Regions from separate parts of the Pan troglodytes genome. Here region 1 is linked to region 2. Evidence: chromatin contacts called from public Hi-C data. All regions are on one chromosome and are shown on one strand. Each heading gives the region's core, a stretch centred on a gene start, on an enhancer-like site or on the middle of the called end of the contact. The rest is flanking DNA. Distances are from core to core; before and after follow the strand shown.

Region 1 (3,766 bases), core at 67-2,566, 160 kb after region 2:
GTGACACTCTGAACCTCTCTGGTTTAGTATTTGATAGCCCAACAGGGTGACTATATTCAATAAAGATTCAAGCTGGGTGCAGTGGCTCCTGCCTGTAATCCCAGCACTTTGAGGGGCCAAGGCGGGAGAATCAGTTGAGCCCGGGAGACTGAGACCAGCCTGGGCAACACAGTGAGACACCGTTTCTAGAAAAAATAGAAAAAAGCCAGATGCGCGCCTGTAGTCCTAGCTACCCAGGAGGCTGAGGTGGGAGGATTGCTTGAGCTCAGCGGTTGGAGGCTGCAGTGAACCCTGATCCTACCACTGCACTCTAGCCTGGGAGACAGAATGATACCCTGTCTCAAAAAAAAAAAAAAAACAAAAAAAAACAAACAAACAAAAAAAACAACAACCACCACCAAAAAAACTGTACATTTAAAAATAACTAAGAGTAACTGGATTATGGTTGAATGCTCGTGGTGATGAGTATCTCATTTACCCTGATGTAATTATTACACATTTATACCTCTATCAAAATAGCTCATATACCCCATAAACATACACACCTACTATGGACCCACAAAAATTAAAAATAAAAAAGAAAAGCCTCTTGGTCCACTCAGTCCACCACCCGTATTAGAATGTAAGAGTTTTTTTCCTTGGGAAAAGTGTCCGACAGAACCAAGGCTCGGTAAAGGATACTAATAATGTAATAATATAATATTAACAAACATCTACTGAGCTTTAAATACGTGGCAGGCACTGTGCTGTGCACTTTATGTGCATTATCCAAATTAACTCTCAGTAATTCCAGGAGTTCTTATTACCGGGGTCTGTGGAAGAGGAAATGGTGGTTTACGGCAATTTCCGAATGTCGCACACTAGAAAGTGGACCAGCAACCAGGGTTGCAGATCCCAAAGTCCGGATCTTCACCATTTCACCCAACCGCCTTAGAGACCTCCCAGCAAAAGGTCTAAGCACGAATGCTCCAGAAAACAGGTCCAGGTCACGCGTGCCTTCTCCCTTTCCCTCTGGGCTCGACAGTGGTGCACAGAGCGACTAGGGAGTGGGGGCCGCGGTTATTTCATTAGAAAAGCTCTGGAGCCCCGGGAGCCCTTCGTCCCAGGCGCACTTGCCCTGCAAGCCCTTCTGGAAGGCGGCAGCGTCCAGGCGGTCCAGCGCATCGAGCCGCGCCAGGCGCACCGAGATGCCCCCGAATCTGTCCAGCTCGCCCTGCAGATCGCAAGCTCCAACTGGCGGATTCCGCACGTAACCCTGTGCGCCCGAGGCCCAGCGGTAACCCGCCGAAGGCCCGGGGCCGTAGGTTCGGGCAAGCACCGCGCGCCAGCGGCCCCAGCTCAGTGGCTGCCGCATCTCCACGCCGCTTAATTCGTCCGTTCCCCAAATGACCCCTCCGCGCTCCAGAGCGGAGATCGCGGCCGTACATTTTAGAAGAGTGCCATCAATACCCTCAGAGTTGAGCTGGGGTTACCACTCTGCAGAGCTATGCCAAGGAGACCGCGAAGTGGTCCACCAGCCCTTCTCAGCAATTTGCCCCGCTCCAGTTAAGCGGGGAAAACCTCCTCCCCCACCGCCACCCACTTATTTTGTTTGGTAGTTTAATTCAACAGACGTTGGTTTAGGGATGGGGAAGCCGGGAGGAGATGCAAAAACGTCCTGTTTTTCAGGAATTTACAATCTAAGTGGCAGTTCCGTTCCTGGAACCTATCTTCTTTCACAGATGCCGTTACAGCTGTTTCAAAGACTGCTGGTTTTGAAAACGCTCAGTCCCTCCCACCACGCTGTGCACTGCTGCGCTCCACTCAGGGGATTACGGCGCAGGGGCGGACCCTCGCTGACTTCTGCCCCGGAAGTTTTTCTCTCAGTTGGAGCGCGCACATTGAGTCGGCTTTTCTACTGCTTCGGCTAGGGTACCTTGTGACCATGTCTTCCAAGAACAGAAAGCGGTTGAACCAAAGCGCGGAAAATGGTTCGCCCTTGCCCTCTGCTGCTTCCTCTTGTGCGGAGGCACGGGCTCCTTCTGCTGGATCAGACTTCGCGGCAACCTCCGGGACTCTGAGGGTGACCAACTTATTAGAAAAGGGTAAAGAATTCCGGGTGGGAGACTAGAGGCCGAGGGGGCGCAACCTGAGGGGCGGGAGACTCAGTGATACTGACTTGGGGTGCAGAGACTTTTGAAAGTTGGGCGTGGCATGGGTCTGAGAGCGGCACAGAAGCGTGTAAGACTTCTGTATGTAAGAAGCATGCAAACGTAGCCGCGCCTGCACTGGAGAAGTTAGGCTGAAATGGTTTATCCGTGTCCAAGGTTTCTCTTTTGTAAATTATTTTGAATTTTTAAGTTGCACTTGAAACGCTTTGTCTCATTTAACATTAACGACACATTTAATTGCAAAATTGTTCATAACTAGCGAACATGGGATACTTATCCTAAAAAACTAAATAACCAATTCAGTAAAAATGTGGATCACTCTGCCTTTAGGAGTGATGATAGCATTTTCTTCCAGTACTACGCAGGTTATGATATTTAATAACTGCTAGTAACTGCACACTAGTGTTAGCAGTATATATAGCTCATCTGATTTCTACAGAAGCCGTGACCGATGGGTATAGTAATGACAGTTTTATAGAGGGAGGAAAGTTAACGTGATTCCATTCAGGCTACACAGGTGCTAAGTGGCAGAGCCGATATTTGAGTCCAGATGTGTTTGACGTAAAAGCCATTCCTAGGTGACAGTTCCTTTGATTTGGGAGAACGTATTTATACTTAAAAGTCTTATAAATTGAATTATAAATTGAAAATTTATATTTGATGTGTAATAGCTTTGAAAAATGGACCAGACTAAACTGGTGGCAAAAATTTTTATGTCTAATCAGACCTTAAAGACAATTTAGAGTTCACATGGTATTTTCACTCTGCCTTAGGTATCAGAGGACAACTTGTTCTGTCCTGAAGGTTCAACTTGTTTTTGAACTAGATCCTTCCCATTGACATGTAAACATGCTCATTTCTCTTCCATCTTAAATGAGAACAAAAGCTCCACATTTTCTTCCTGCAACCGTCTCTCTGTCCATTGCCAAGCTTCTTAAATGGAGTGGTCTCTGCCGCCTCACCACTTACATACTCTCCCTAGCCTATTCCTCTTTGACTTCCACTCCATCATTCCATGGAAACTGTTCCTGGTGTGGTCTCCGAGCATCTCCGTGTTGATAAACCTTACTTGACCACAGCAACTTTTGGTATTGTTGACCATTCCCTCCTTCTCGAAACACTTAACTTCTTATGTGTTGTCAAACTTGCCTGGTTTTCTTCATCTTTGTTGATGTTTCATCATTTTTCTTTGCAGGCTTGTCCTCTTCCCTTGACCATTAAATGTTGAAGTTCGTCAATTCTTAGTCCAAAACCTTTTTTTTCTTCTCAATAAATCCTGTCTCCTTGGCAAGTTCATCCAGTGCCCAGAGTTTCCCATCTATAGTCTCTTCAGTGTCAGATTTATATTTGTAAATCTTTTGTTTTTGCGCCTTGATGTGGTTGCCTTTTAGCCAAATGCTTCTCAAGCTCTCTGTGGTGAAGACTTTAAAATTTATAATAGGTCACAGATCGGCACTTTTGTAAAATACAGTAAAAATGATTTTCTAGAAAAATAAGGAAAAATTTTTATTAAACAGATGTGAAATTACTCTGTAAATTTCAATAAAAGCTTCTAAACACTTATTCTCCTGTTTTGTACTTGTCATGAAGCAGTAACAAATCGTTGTGGGTCATAT
Region 2 (3,471 bases), core at 88-2,587:
AAACAGTCAATGCCATCAAAAACAAGGAAATTATGAGAAATGGTCACAGCCAAGAGAAGCACAAGGAGATAGAAGGACTAAAGGTAATATATATGGTGCCCTGGATAGGATTGTGGAACAGAAAAGGAACATTAAGTGATAACTAAGAAAATCAGAATAAAGTATGGACTTTAGTTAAAATTATGTATCAATACTGGTTCATTAATTATGACAAGTATACTATACTAATGTAAGATGTTAATAAGGGAAAATAGATGTGGGGTGCTATGGTCTAAATGTGCCCCCTAAAATTCATGTATTGGAACTGTATTCTCCAATGCAATGAGGTTGGGAGGTAGGCTCTAATGGGAGGTGTTTGGGTCATGAGGGCAAAGCCCTCATGAATGGATTAATACTGCTATAAAAAGGGCTTTCAGGAGTGGGTTCTCTCTTCTCTTCTGCCATATGAGGACAAAGAGTTTGTCCCTTTTTTGGCCCTTCTGCCTTCCTTCATGTGAGGACACAGCAAGAAAGCCCTCATCAGATGCCAACACCTTGATCTTGGACTTCTCAGCCTCCATAGCTGTGAAAGAATAAATTTCTGTTCTTTATAAATTACTTAGTCTTTGGTATTCTGTTAGAGCAGCACAAAGCAGCCAAGTACATGGGTATATTGGAATTCTCTGGACTATTTTCACAATGTTTCTATAAGTCTAAAGCTATTCTAATAAAATTATAAATTTATTTTAAAAACACATTAGTGTGTTCAGACTAATAGTACCTAATGTATTGCAATTAATGTACTAAATAATTGAACCTAGTTTTCTGTGAGTAGTAAGCTAATAAGGCAAAAAATTACTGGGTCATATCTATAATCATGTAATGGTTCAAAAGAACATATCAGTAACAGAAGATACCCTTCAGTAAAGCGAAAGATACATTATTAAAAGCCGAGAATATAGAAAGTACTCTATACAGGAAAGAACAATCCTTACCGCAGGCATATGTAAGTTATTTCCAAAAGGAACAAATGATGGGAATACATCCCAAGAGCAGACTGCCAATTCTAGCCTCTAACAAAACCTTCTTATCTATCATTATGTCAAGTTGTTACTTTTATACTATAATATTTAATGAAATCTATTTCAGACTATTTTGAGGTTTCTTTTCTTTTTCTGAATTTTTTTTCTTTTTCCATTTATTTTGCCATTTTTCCTGGCAGTTTTATTTTTTAAATTTCCCAATATGTTTATCTAGTGAAGTGAAGAAGAGTCTTTGTACACTGTCTACTATGAATGAAAGCAAATTGGGAAGTTCCCGGCCTGTTGACAATGTTGAGCCCTGGTTTGGTGTCTAAAAAAAGTAGACTTGTTTCCTGTGTTAACCTCAGTGCAGGAGGTGGAAAAGGCCACTTCCCGATAGGTTTCCACTTTGGGCTAAACATCAAATTAAAAGAAGTGAAACAGATGTAATACATTTGTCCCTCACTACTTAATTAAATCATGTATTAAAATAGTTTCTTGTTAATGCATTCAAAATGTTTTAAACTAACATTAGTGTTTTCTTGTTTGAAAGCAATAGAAACTTCTGTTGAAGTCATTTATTTTCCTACAAATAATCATTGGCTTCCTGTAGTATTTCTAAAACTGCCTTGTAAGAATTACATGGGCCACTTGTCAAAATGCAGATTTCCAGACCTAAAAGCCGTCTTTTTAATTAGAGCCTTCTCATCAGTTAAGTTTTTTGTAGTAATCCTTAACCCCAGCTACACAATAGAATCACCTGGAGAGCTACTAATGTCCCAGCCTACCCCTTTTATACCCCAGATTTTCATTTCTTTTACTGGATGGGGCCTACACACCAGTGGGTTTTAACGCTCTCTGGTTGGTACTAGGGTGTAGCCAGGGTAAAAAACCACTAGTCTTGTGTTTGGAACCAAAATTAATCAGAAAAACCTGTACTTTGCTCCTCAGGCTTTATTTAAAACACATTGGCTACTGAACACACCATATGGATCTCACGAGCATAAGGTTGAGCAAAAGAAGCGAGACACAAAAGAGAACATACTAACTGCTAATAGATTCAGGGTTTCATTTGGGGATCATAGAAACCCTATAAATATCTGGAATTAGATAGTGGTGATGTTTGTACAACATAGTAAATTTACTAAAAACCACTGACATGTACTTTGGTTTTTTTTGTTGTTGTTTTTTGTTGTTGTTTTTTTTTTGACACTGAGTCTCGCCCTGTCGCCCAGGCTGGAGTACAGTGGCGCGATCTCGGCCACTGATCACCGAGATAAAGAAAACAAACAGCAGTCTTAAGGCTTGTACTCCGCCTCCCAGGTTCAAGCAATTCTCCTGCCTCAGCCTCCCAAGTAGCTGGGATTACAGGTGTGCACCATCATGCCCAGCTACTTTTTGTATTTTTAGTAGAGACAGGATTTCACCATGTTAGCCAGGCTGGTCTTGAACTCCTGACCTCAAGTGATTCATCCACCTCAGCCTCCCAAAGTGCTGGGAATACAGGCTTGAGCCACTGTACCTGGCCGACGCATACATTTTAAAGTAGTGAATTTTATGTTATATAAAGTATATATAATGTTAATTTTAAAATGTTATTAAAAATAGTAAGCATGCTGTATGACCATGTTTGCAAATTTCAAAAACAAGCATGTCTTAACCAAAGTGTTAGAATTCAGTTTAGTGGTTATCTTTGGGGAAGAGGGTAGAAGTCGTGAATAGCCAGGAGAACAAGGAAGGCTCTGGGATGCTGACAGCGTTCCTATTCCTTATCCTGGGTGTTAGTTACAGGGGCAAACTTGCTTTGCGAGCATTCATTTTTGAGCTGTATATTTATGATTTGTGCTTTGGGAAGACTCTGAGTCATCGAGAGAAGCTTAAAAAATATTCAAGCTCCTCAATTTTCCTGCATTCCTGAGAATGCAGGAAAGACTAACTAAGATTTCTATCTTAACCTATAATCAAAGCAAGTCTCCTAAGACATGACGATAATTTTTGACAGTAGAGGTCATTTAATATTGGAACAGTTTACCAAAGAAGGCTATGGAATCTCTGTCTTCAGAGTTCTCTGAAAAATAGCCTTGCTGTAAAATCAGTTCTGTTTTGGAACAGTATCTTGTAGTAATTGGTCAGATACTATTTGAGGTCTAATCCAGTCTACATTTAAATTATATCTACTTTTTATTCTGGAAATAAAAAATAAGACAAAACAAAAACTCGGAGATCCTTGATTCCTCCTACCAGGAAGATACTTGCCAAGAAGACTTAGGTAATGCATATATTTTTAGTTATAGCAAACTATTGTAATCTAGTAAGCCATTCATCAAGCTGAATTTCCCTAAACTCGATTTAATTTTTTCTGTCTTTCTCTTATTGCCACCACATTTTTCTTAATTGCTGTCAATATGCTGACAGTCCTAGACTCTTCTTTCCTTCTTTCTTTACTTACTGCTTTTCCAGGCTCTATGAG

The links. A called contact is a pair of places that touch in the nucleus more often than the background predicts.
Region 1: a Hi-C map of a lymphoblastoid cell line shows a contact between it and region 2, with 5 times the contacts expected there. The contact joins the promoter of AFG2A here to the enhancer-like site in region 2. A contact is called at or near these places in 6 of 7 Hi-C or Micro-C datasets (blood, induced pluripotent stem cells, a lymphoblastoid cell line and 2 more), 1 of 1 datasets of contacts at active chromatin or transcription factors (stem cell-derived excitatory neurons) and 1 of 1 other capture datasets (stem cell-derived neural stem cells).

Annotation. Positions count from the first base shown.
Region 1 is chr3:124,099,771-124,103,536 of NHGRI_mPanTro3-v2.0_pri, forward strand. It overlaps AFG2A (AFG2 AAA ATPase homolog A), which reads left to right and starts at 1,317. Exons shown (of 15, transcript XM_063809828.1): 1 at 1,317-2,084. The coding sequence starts at 1,925. It overlaps NUDT6 (nudix hydrolase 6), which reads right to left and starts at 1,387. Exons shown (of 7, transcript XM_517426.9): 1 at 1,117-1,387. The coding sequence starts at 1,354.
Region 2 is chr3:123,943,169-123,946,639 of NHGRI_mPanTro3-v2.0_pri, forward strand. No RefSeq gene overlaps it. Among named protein-coding and RNA genes, the nearest start is that of BBS12, 33 kb to the left of the region's middle. Within about 2 kb of position 1,338, at least 1 of the 24 cell types and tissues checked has an H3K27ac peak or open chromatin away from gene starts, as enhancers often do. A contact at or near this core is called in a lymphoblastoid cell line, where this site is marked.